3 separate regions of the Ovis aries genome follow, and regions 1 and 3 are each linked to region 2. The links are chromatin contacts, called in public Hi-C maps. All regions are on one chromosome and are shown on one strand. Each heading gives the region's core, a stretch centred on a gene start, on an enhancer-like site or on the middle of the called end of the contact. The rest is flanking DNA. Distances are from core to core; before and after follow the strand shown.

Region 1 (3,492 bases), core at 873-3,372, 180 kb after region 2:
CTGATCTTGGTCTTTTAAACTTTCCTGTTTCAAGTCATGTGCTGTCTTGGGCATGGGGACACTCATGGGGGAATGAAAATGCTCACGGGCACGCCCTGGAATTTATCTTTCAGGAATGAGCACCGCCCCCCTGCCCCTGACACTCCCTGAGTCTGCAATTAGGCCCCCTGCCTGGGGCAGAGGGCATCAGCCATCACTGGGCAATGTGGGAGTGGGGAGCTGAGAACCCATCTAGGGCAGGACATGTGAGCTGAAGGAGGCTCCAAGCCTCCAGCACAGGTTCCACTGTCCTGTCAGACTTCACACAAAACAGATTCAGAGATAAAACTATAAAGAATTTCAAGATAGCAGGCATCAAGCCCTGCCTTCAAGGCTCCCTTCTGGGTCTGGGGCCCTGTGTGATTGCACTTGTCAGATGCCCAGGGTGCTGACTGAGATCTAGAGCCTGAGATTGAGGCTTAAAGTCCTAGGACACCCAAAACTCACCACATTAGAGATGAAAAAATCTAGAGACCAGTTTTCATAGAAGTGTCAAAAAACTCTTCCACACACAAAAAGCACCAGCCTCCTCTGGCTTCACATAGGATTCTCCCCAATCACTAATTGTCAAATAAATCCTTTCCTACTCAAGGTCTTCCCAAGCATTGAAAAATAAAGAAATTTTAACTTTTTTTTTTAATGAAGCAAATGCAATGTTGAGACCAAAACCTGACAAAGTATGTACTAACATCACGTATGACTATTAGCGTAAAATTCTGCAATAAAAGTTTGGTATACAAACCAAAAGTCCTGTGATAGGAACTCAAAGACAAAGTTTCAAAGTCCACGAATAAGACTGGACCCCAAGTGGCCCCTCAGTCTGTAACCCTCCGTGGCCTGACCTTCCCCTTCTTGCCCCAGGATACCTGGGCTGTCTCTCAGGCAGCTCCATTTTCAGTTCCTCTGGAGAAATATTCTGTGAGGGGTGAGGGGAGGAGAGAAAGAGAAAAAGACTGCCATTAAAGGAACATGTACTCTGTGCCAAGGCACTCATCCAAGAAACACACAGATTATTAGCCCATTGATCTCTCCCCAAACCCAGAGGGGTAGGTCCTGTTATTATCCCCATGTTACAGGTGAGCAAACTGAAGAGGAGTTAAGACACTTGCTTTTTTCTAAACAAACTACAAGGATTAAATCACTGAATTTACAGATAACTCGGAGGTAAGGACTGTTATCACCATTTCACAGATGAGGAAACAAGAGACCTATACAGGCAGAGTCCCTCGCCCAGGGTCACAGCTAAGCTGGAACTTGACTTCCGGGTTTTTGCGGCTCCCAACACCAGGCTCTCAGCATCAGTCACAGTCTCTTGGGCCTCCCAGTCCCATCCCCCAGCCCCTCACCTGAAATTCTTCCTCCAGCACCACCATCTGCCGGTCTTTGTCCACCTTCACTGAGGAGCGAGGGCATACGTGGGTCAGACGCCCTTGCCATCTGTCCCTATGCTTCCTCCCCACCCCCATTCGTTCCAGGAGGGAAGATGACACTCACTTATTATGGCTGCATTGTCTGTCTCTTTTCGGAAGCGGAATTTCCTCAGCTTTTCCTTTAGCTCTGGGTCCACCTCACACACCACCAGGGAGTCGGACTGCCAGAGGAGCCCAGTTAAGAGCTGAGTCCCCTGGCCTCAGCCCTGCCCCTTTCCCCAAACCTCAGTTTCCCCATCTACTAATAACGAGGAGGGGCCCATAGCCCATAGATTGCCTTTGTGAACACTGGAGAAATGTACCCTTTCCTCTGGGCTGGACTGGAGCCCTCTTGGCAGGTGCCCTTGGGCTACGCCCGAGGTTCAGGGATCTGCTCGCCTGGGGCTAAACCCGGAACCAGCATCTCTCTTTCCCCAGCCTTGACCTCCCATCCACAGTCTGACCTTCACCCCGGCATCCTCCCAGCCCTAGTCCCACTCCAGCCCCTAGCCCTTCCCATACGACCCTGGCCCTCTACCATGACTTTACTGTCCAGGGGCCTCTTCTTTCCTTGGTTCCGCTGTCTTCTAGGGGTGGGGACCACAGCTCAAGGGGGCGGGGTGTGGGGTAGGGGAAAAGTTTCATCCACCACCACATCCTGTTTATGCCCATTCTGAGACAACTGTCACATATGGCTCCTCCCCCTCCTTCCTTCCCCTCATCTGTTGGGACCTCCCAGGCTTTGCAGTCACGCAGACTGGGGTTCAAGTGCTGCCTGACTGTGTGGCTCTAGCTAAGTAACTTCAACCATCTGACTCAGAATTGTTATGAGGATAAAATAACTGCACATATCTCCCAACATGGTGGACAACACCCAATACACCATAGGTAGCGATGAGCTCTTTTTTTTTTTAATTTTTATTGGAGTATAGTTGATTTATAATATTGTGTTAGTTTCAGGTGTACAGCAAAGTGAATCAATCAACTATACATATTTGCACTCTTTTAGATTATTTTTCCAAGTAGGTCATTACAGAGTATTAGGTGGAGTTCACTGTGCTATATAGTAGGTTATTATTAGTTATCTAATTTATATACAGTAGTTGCTGCTGCTGCTGCTGCTAAGTCGCTTCAGTCATGTCGGACTCTGTGCAACCCCACAGAGGGCAGCTCACCAGGCTCCCCTGTCCCTGGGATTCTCCAGGTAAAAACACTGGAGTGGGTTGCCATTTCCTTCTCCAATGCATGAAAGTGAAAAGTGAAAGGGAAGTCGCTCAGTCGTGTCCGACTCTTAGCGACCCCATGGACTGCAGCCTACCAGGCTCCTCTGTCCATGGGATTTTCTAGGCGAGAGTGCTGGAGTGAGTTGATACAGTAGTATACACATGTCAATCCTGATCTCCCAACTTGTCACTCTCCCTCTTTCCTCCCTGGTAACCATAAGTTTTCAACATTTGTGACTTTTTCTGTTTTGTAACTTTTTTTTTATATTCCACATATAGCCATATCATATAATATTTGTCTTTCTTTGTCTGACTGACTTGACTCAGTATAACAATCTCAGGGACGGTCCATCTGTGTCATCGCAAATGGCACTTCTCATTCTTCTTTATGGCTGCATACTATTCCACTGTGTATATTGATATATACCACATCGTTTTTGGAACGTAACACATTTTCTTTATCCACTCCTCTGCTGATGCACATTTAGGTTGCTTCCATGTTTTGGCTATTGTAAACAATGTTGCGTGTACCTTTTCAAATTATTGTTTTCTCCAGCTATATGCCTAAGAGTGGAGTTGCTAGATCATGTGGTTGTTCTATATTCGGTCTTTTAAGGAACCTCCCACTGTTTTCAATAGAGATTGTACCAATTTACATCCCAGCAACAGTGCAGAAGGGTTCCCCTTTCTCCACACCCTCTCTAGCATTTTTTTGTTTGTAGACTTTTTTGATGATGGAATGATAAGCTCTTTAACTGTTCCTCCAGGAAGCCTTCCTGGAATCCACTACCCCCTAATCTGGAATAGTTTAATTCCAGAGC
Region 2 (3,592 bases), core at 704-3,203:
TTCTCCAACACCACAGTTCAAAAGCATCAATTCTTCGGCGCTCAGCTTTCTTCACAGTCCAACTCTCACATCCATACACGACTACTAGAAAAACCGTAGTCTTGACTAGATGGACCTTTGTTGGCAAAGTAATGTCTCTGCTTTTCAATATGCTATCTAGGTTGGTCATAACTTTCCTTCTAAGGAGTAAGCGTCTTTTAATTTCATGACTGCAGTCACCATCTGCAGTGATTTTGGAGCCCCCCAAAATAAAGTCTGACACTGTTTCCACTGTTTCCCCATCTATTGCCCATGAAGTGATGGGACCAGATGCCATGATCTTTGTTTTCTGAATGTTGAGCTTTAAGCCAACTTTTTCACTCTCCTCTTTCACTTTCATCAAGAGGTTTTTTAGTTCCTATTCACTTTCTGCCATAAGGGTGGTGTCATCTGCATATCTGAGGTTATTGATATTTCTCCCAGAAATCTTGATTCCAGCTTGTGCTTCTTCCAGTACAGTGTTTTTCATGATGTACTCTGCATATAAGCTAAATAAGCAGGGTGACAATATACAGCCTTGACGTACTCCTTTTCCTATTTGGAACCAGTCTGTTGTTCCATGTCCAGTTCTAACTGTTGCTCCCTGACCTGCGTATAGGTTTCTCAAGAGGCAGGTCAGGTGGTCTGTATTCCCATCTCTTTCAGAATTTTCCACGGTTAATTGTGATCCACACAGTCAAAGGCTTTGGCATAGTCAATAAAGCAGAAATAGATGTTTTTCTGGAATGCTCTTCCTTTTTCAATGATCCACTGAATGTTGGCAATTTGATCTCTGTTCCTCTGCCTTTTCTAAAACCAGCTTGAACATCTGGAAGTTCATGGTTCACGTATTGCCGAAGCCTGGCTTGGAGAATTTTGAGCATTACTGTACTAGTGTGTGAGATGAGTGCAATTGTGTGGTAGTTTGAGCATTCTTTGGCATTGCCTTTCTTTGGTGTTGGAATGAAAACTTACCTTTTCCAGTCCTGTGGCCACTGCTGAGTTTTCCAAATTTGCAGGCATATTGAGTGCAGCACTTTCACAGCATCATCTTTCGGGATTTGAAATAGCTCCACTGGAATTCCATCACCTGCACTAGCTTTGCTCGTAGTGATGCTTTCTAAGGCCCACTGGACTTCACATTCTAGGTGAGTGATCACACCGTCATGATTATCTTGGTCGTGAAGATCTTTTTTGTACAGTTCTTCTGTGTATTCTTGCCACCTCTTAATATCTTCTGCTTCTGTTAGGTCCATACTATTTCTGTCCTTTATTCAGCTCATCTTTGCATGAAATGTTCCCTTGGTATCTCTAATTTTCTTGAAGAGATCTCTAGTCTTTCCCATTCTGTTGTTTTCCTCTATTTCTTTGCAAGAAACATAAAACTTACCAAAAATAGTGTCTTGGTTCGGGGTGAAGTTCTCGGGCTCAGACTGACAGACGTCGTTCAAAACTCATTATTTACTTTCTGTGGTCCCCAAGCAGCTAGTTTGTCCCCTCTGAACCTCAATTTATCCGTAAATGGGCATTAATATACAACACGGTTGCACTGAGTATTCACCAAGAAATTTCACTTGGCAGGGTGTCCGACACATAGTTCATGCTTCAGAGCCGTTTCTGGCCATTATTACCCACTACTGGCTTCCACTCCCTAATTCCTTAGGGTGGAAGGTGGGATGCAGTTACAAGAGAATAGCCATTTTCCCCTTTAAAAATCCAAGTAGGCTTGGAGCCAGCCTACCCGCACCCTTTCCAAATTTTCCAATCCCGGCTTGGCATTTTCCGCCCGAAGGTCTCCGATTGGACAACATGCACCAATCAGAGGCTGGAGAGGGCGCTGCCAGGCGTCCAGCTCCGCCCCTGAGCCGACCCTGCCCCCTGCCGGATCAGCCCCGTTGCTATGGGGACTGGTGGGCGGCGAAGGGGGAAAGCCCCGGATGTTCGTTGGGGATTCAACATGGCGGCGGCAGTGGCGGTGGCGGTGGCGGCGCCAGAGAGTTGAGGGCAGCAGGAGGGCGCCGAGTTCCAGGCCGAGCGGCCAGGCCGCGAGCGACTGCGGTGCCGAGCCGGTAGGATAAGCTGTCTGGCCGGGGGGTTGGTGTGCTCTGGGCAATGCGGTGGAAGAGCGTTTACCCGAGTAGGGGGCGGGGCCGCTGGGGTCAAAGTTCACTCTTGGAGGGAAGGGTCGCTTCCAGGGGGTCGCGGGTCAACGCTGAGCGGGAGGGAGTTGTAGAGGAGGTCAGAGGTCAAACTAACGAAGGGGGCGTGGCGAGGGGGGCGCAAAATTCAAAGTTTGAAGCGGGAGCTCGTTGGAGGGGCACGGGGTGAATGTCAAAAAGGGGGGGTCAAAATTAATAATTTGATGGCAGGATGTGCCCATGAGGGTCAGAGGTCACAGCCTTGGGGGCGGCGGATTGGGGATTTAAGGCAGCAGCCAGTGAAGCAAATGAATGAGATTTGGCTTGGGGGGCATCTTTATGGGACCAAAGGTGGAACGTGACCAAATTGTAGAAAGATCACAGGTGGTGGTCCCAAGGGTCAAAAGTTAAAACCCAAATGGGACATATTGCTGGAGGGGAGGGAGAGGACACTCAAGAAAGAGGTCAAAGGTGCATTCTGAAGGGGGAGAAGGAACCTCCCCTCCCCCAGATGATGAAAAGAATAACAAACTCAGAAAGCACGTACTGTGTGTCAGGCCCTGTTCTGAACGCCTACCGTGTATTTAATCCTGACCACAACCTTATGGGCTTGGTGCCATTACTAAGAGGCTTAGTGTTTTGCACAGGGCCGCCTAATGACTTAGTTTTGCAGCTGAGATTTGAACTCTGGGGTCCTGGGCTCAGAGTTCTATGCTCTGCTGACTCTCAAATACTCATTCTGTTGGTTAATACTTAATGAGTGCTGAGGCTGTTCTCAGCACCCTGTGTGCCTAGTCTTACTATAGCACAATCTGGATAGACCCGCTTCACAGCCAGGAGAAGTGAGGCACGGAGAGCTCCTGCTAAGTAATGGAGGAAGATTCCCTGCTGGATCTGAATAATTCCAGAGCTCCAGCCTCCAGTCGCCACACTGTAAACTGCTGGCGGTCTGTTCCTGGAAGCAGGGAGCTGGGCAAGGCTGGGCCACTCCTTGGGCAGGAATAGATTGTCTCTTTGGCCTCCGTGGAAGGGTGTGATCTGGGAGGAGAGGTTCCCCTGGGCCTATGGGATGCGGTGTTTGTGGGTGGCCCAGAGTCCAAGTGAGTCTGGCAGGCTACTGGCTAGGGAGGGTGTCCTTGGGTGGTACTCTGTACAAAGTTGGGTGTTCTCTGTACTTAAAACCGCAACCTCTCATCACGGCCGTCAGTTGCTCCCATCTCTTGTTCTGCTGCTCTCCCCACCCCTCCGGGAGGTCCAGCCACGCTGGCCTGCTTGCTGTTCTTCGGCTCTGCAGGCTCATGCCTGTCTCCAGGTCTTTGACCTTCCTGTTCCCTTGCCTGGAATCTCGTCTCTGCTCTGTACCCTCTCAGTCACCAGTCGCTCACAGCTTGACGGGTACCACCCTGTCCCCACATACTCTTTATCTCACTGTTGTT
Region 3 (3,481 bases), core at 11-2,510, 230 kb after region 2:
GGCAGACCACTCCAGACCTGGGAACACAGTGGCTCAAAACCTGGCTCCTGCTGCCCCACCTCTGCGCCCAGCCCTACTTGGCCCACCCATCCTGGGGAAACACGATGGAGCTCACCTCTCAGGCAAAGTCCGGTGAGAATTGGGCCTGGTGGGTAAAAGAGAGACGATGACAAAAGATGGTAAGAACAGGATAGACAGGAGAGCGAAGGGGGCTTTTCCAAGCTTTTAAAAGGGAAGAAGAGGGTGACAAATGATAATTCCTCTTGGTAGCGGTACCTCAAGTACTCTAACAGAGGGAGTCAAGTATGCCTCTTAGAGACAGTGTCCCTAAATGTTTTTAAATCCCTTTTCAAGGACACGTCTTCAAATACTTTCATAAGAGAGTAAAATAATTGTTTTTTGGGGAAAGGGGTCTCCAAACGCTTGACTGGAAGAGTTAAAAACTCAATCCTCAACAGCTTAATTCCAGAAATGGCAGGGAAGGTGTGGGGGGAGCTAGGGAACACCACGTCCGGGACCCGCCCCCCTGAGCGGGTGTGCGCTCCGTGACGACACGGGCAGACCTGGGGAGCTGGCAAGGTTGTAGACTGACAAACCCACCTGACCCTCTCATCTCGCTGACGCCCACCCAGACCTAGAGAAAAGCGGTACAGTAAGGTGGCGGAGTGCCTACCTGTGGCCATCCTCGCGCTGGGCCTGGGTCTGGATAGTGGGCGCCATGGCGATGAGGCGAGGGCAATCCTGACAAGAGCCTCACAGAGCCACGGCAAACGGCGTGCCGACTTCGGCGGGCGCCCAATCCCAGGCAGGGCTCGGGCTGGCACCGCTCTCCTCACGGATAGGGCCGGAGTGAGGTGGGCTGGTGAGAAGAGTTCCCGGAACACTGGAGTACTACGTAGTACTCAGGTAAACGCGCTAACAACGCCAAGGACTGCCCTACAGGTCCGTCTCCACCAACTGCCGCCAAGACTCTGAGGACCGCAGGTCGCCTCAGCCCGCTAGGTCTCCTGGGAAATAGAGTCTGATTGGATCCACACCCGGATTGGCCAGCGACTGTGCAAAGGCTGGAGCGAGGCGGAAAGAGCCTCTCGTGATTGGTTTATCGACGTCTTATTGTAGCCGTCGGATTTGAGAGTCACGAGTTGGAGGGTGGGTTCTTTCCTCTCATTGATTGTATTGTCTGGGAGGCGGAGCTAATCAGCAAACATGGCCCAGAGACGAAGACGCTAAAAAGAAAACGGGGAGACGCACTTGTGACGCACTTCCGGTGCGCGAGGCGAAGAAGATGGCTGCATCCCAACAGCAAGCTTCAGCGACTTCTTCTACTGCCAGTGTGTCGGGTCCGGGTTCAGCTGGTGGGTCGGGCCCCCAGCAGCAGCCACAACCACCAGCACAACTTGTGGGACCTGCCCAGAGCGGGCTTTTGCAGCAACAGCAACAGGACTTCGATCCTGTGCAGCGCTATAAGATGCTCATCCCGCAGCTGAAGGAGAGTCTACAGGTGATGGGTTGGGAGATTTGGCTCTTTGCCATCGGGGGGTAGGCGGAGGGATTGTTTAGTCTGGGAGAGAGCAAAAGAAGCGTTAAGAAGGAAAGAGGAATGAGACTGTCTTCGTGATGCCAAAGCGAAGTTCTGTGGATTGACAGTGTAAGGTGGGATCAGAGAGAATCTTGAGTTTGAGACTGACCGGAATTTGACTTGGAGGGAATTTAAAGAAAAAACTTAGCTCTGGACGTTAAAGCCTGAGGAAAGGACTAGCCTTGACTGACCGTGATTGGTGGGTGAGGGAGGACCCTAAGGTATGTCTGGGAAATTACTGGCAAGAGAAAGCGGGCCTCTGGAATAATATAGATAGTAATTGCTGTAAAGGTATGGAAGTTGAAATTACTCTGCAGTGATAGGAGGAGAATTAACAAGAGGAGGCCTGAGGTTGGCTGTATCTTAAGGAAGAGTGAAGATCTATCAAAAGTGTCCTCTTCTGTTTCTTCATCTCCCACACCTTTTTTTTTCCTTTCCCTCTTTAGACCTTGATGAAGGTTGCAGCCCAGAACCTGATTCAGAACACTAACATTGACAATGGGCAGTGAGTACTCCCCTTTCTCCAGGATATCAGTATCTCCATCCTAGTCTCAAAAACATCCCCCTTGTACCCCACCCATCCCTCCTTTCTCTTTATTTTGAAGCGTACTCCCTACCCCCTGGCCTTGCCCTTTTTGCCCCTTCTACTATCATCTGTCCCCTAGGTCTTGCTTTGGGTCTCCTGGGCCTATACCTCGTTTTCTGATGGATACTTGGTTGGGTAGTCACTTTGTCCCAGAGACTGGAAATCCATCTCCCATCTTCTTCTCCTGGACTGTAGAAAGAGCAGCGATGGACCCATTCAGCGCTTTGACAAGTGTCTGGAAGAGTTCTATGCACTTTGTGACCAGCTAGAGCTCTGCCTGGTAAGGGGCCTCCTAGCCACCGGGTGACCACAACTACCTCAGTTCCTGTGCTTCAGAAACCTTCATTCAGTCAGTTGACACATGCTCACTGAGCACCTCCTATGGCCCAGACCTGTGTGGATACTGCACCTGATACTGGGGACAGAAAGTTGCCCAGTCCTTGCCTTCACAGAGCTTCCAGTTCAGTGGGTGACAAATATATCCTCCAGCAGTGATAGCTCAGAGAGTCAGGGCTCAGACAGGAGAAGCTCAAGACATGGAAGACCATGAAGGGGAAAACGGGCAGAAGGCTCAGGGCTGGGATGTGGGGGTGAGGGGCAGGCAGAGGGGGCAAGGTTAAAATAAGGGGGCTGTAGACATCCAGAGATGGCATCTGACCCCACCTAGGGTGGGTCTAGGGAGGAAGTGGCTCAGGATAGACTACTAGTAGAGAGCACATCTGAGCCAAGGCTGGAACCAAAAGGGAAGAAGGGCAGAAGTTGAGAGGAGGGCCGATGGCTCAGAGCACAGCCTTTGGAGTCAGAGGGACCACCAGTCTCTACCTCTGAACCTTGGATTCCTCCTTTGAAAAATGGATTTTGGGGAAGGACTCTTTACATGCAAGATCTTGCATGTAAAGCATTTAACATGGTATTAGACAAGTGGCAGATGTTTTATCTTATAGCGTCATCATCATTTTGGACTGGATTTTAAAGGAAAAGGCAGTTTGAGGAGCTTCGTAGTGGTAGAAAGATGTTCCAACCAAGAGGAACAGCTTCTGCTTTAAGTTCCCTTTAAGAATGTCATGAAATTCAGTCTGGCTGAGGTATGGTAGGCACTGGGGCTTGTTGGATTTTGAATATAGCCGGGAGGTTGCTAGGGAGCCAATGGAGGGTTTCAAGCAAGGAAAAACATCAACCCATTTGTTTTTTTAGGGGTATGCCTCTGGTCGCCAAATGAGGGATGGGTTCGAGGGGCTTAGAGTGGAGGCTGGGGGCCCATGGCAGGATTCAAGAGCCACTAGGTTTCACCAGGGCGGGGTCCTAAGGAAGTGGGG

Evidence for each region. Hi-C and Micro-C count contacts between places; a contact is called where the count stands out from the background.
Region 1: a Hi-C map of tail adipose tissue shows a contact between it and region 2, with 13 times the contacts expected there. The contact joins the promoter of GMFG here to the promoter of PAK4 in region 2. A contact is called at or near these places in 11 of 16 Hi-C or Micro-C datasets (blood, hypothalamus, liver and 7 more).
Region 3: a contact with region 2 is called in a Hi-C map of liver, with 3 times the contacts expected there. The contact joins the promoter of MED29 here to the promoter of PAK4 in region 2. A contact is called at or near these places in 2 of 16 Hi-C or Micro-C datasets (liver and skin fibroblasts).

What each region holds. Positions count from the first base shown.
Region 1 is chr14:48,398,748-48,402,239 of ARS-UI_Ramb_v3.0, forward strand. It overlaps GMFG (glia maturation factor gamma), which reads right to left and starts at 2,123. Exons shown (of 7, transcript XM_042232015.1): 1 at 1,998-2,123; 2 at 1,534-1,630; 3 at 1,386-1,435; 4 at 906-955. The coding sequence starts at 2,120.
Region 2 is chr14:48,214,515-48,218,106 of ARS-UI_Ramb_v3.0, forward strand. PAK4 (p21 (RAC1) activated kinase 4) reads left to right here and starts at 1,954. Exons shown (of 11, transcript XM_042232012.1): 1 at 1,954-2,087.
Region 3 is chr14:48,447,945-48,451,425 of ARS-UI_Ramb_v3.0, forward strand. It overlaps MED29 (mediator complex subunit 29), which reads left to right and starts at 1,261. Exons shown (of 5, transcript XM_042232023.2): 1 at 1,261-1,501; 2 at 2,026-2,084; 3 at 2,361-2,445. The coding sequence starts at 1,286. It overlaps PAF1 (PAF1 homolog, Paf1/RNA polymerase II complex component), which reads right to left and starts at 973. Exons shown (of 14, transcript XM_004015245.5): 1 at 674-973; 2 at 116-145; 3 at 1-17. The coding sequence starts at 720.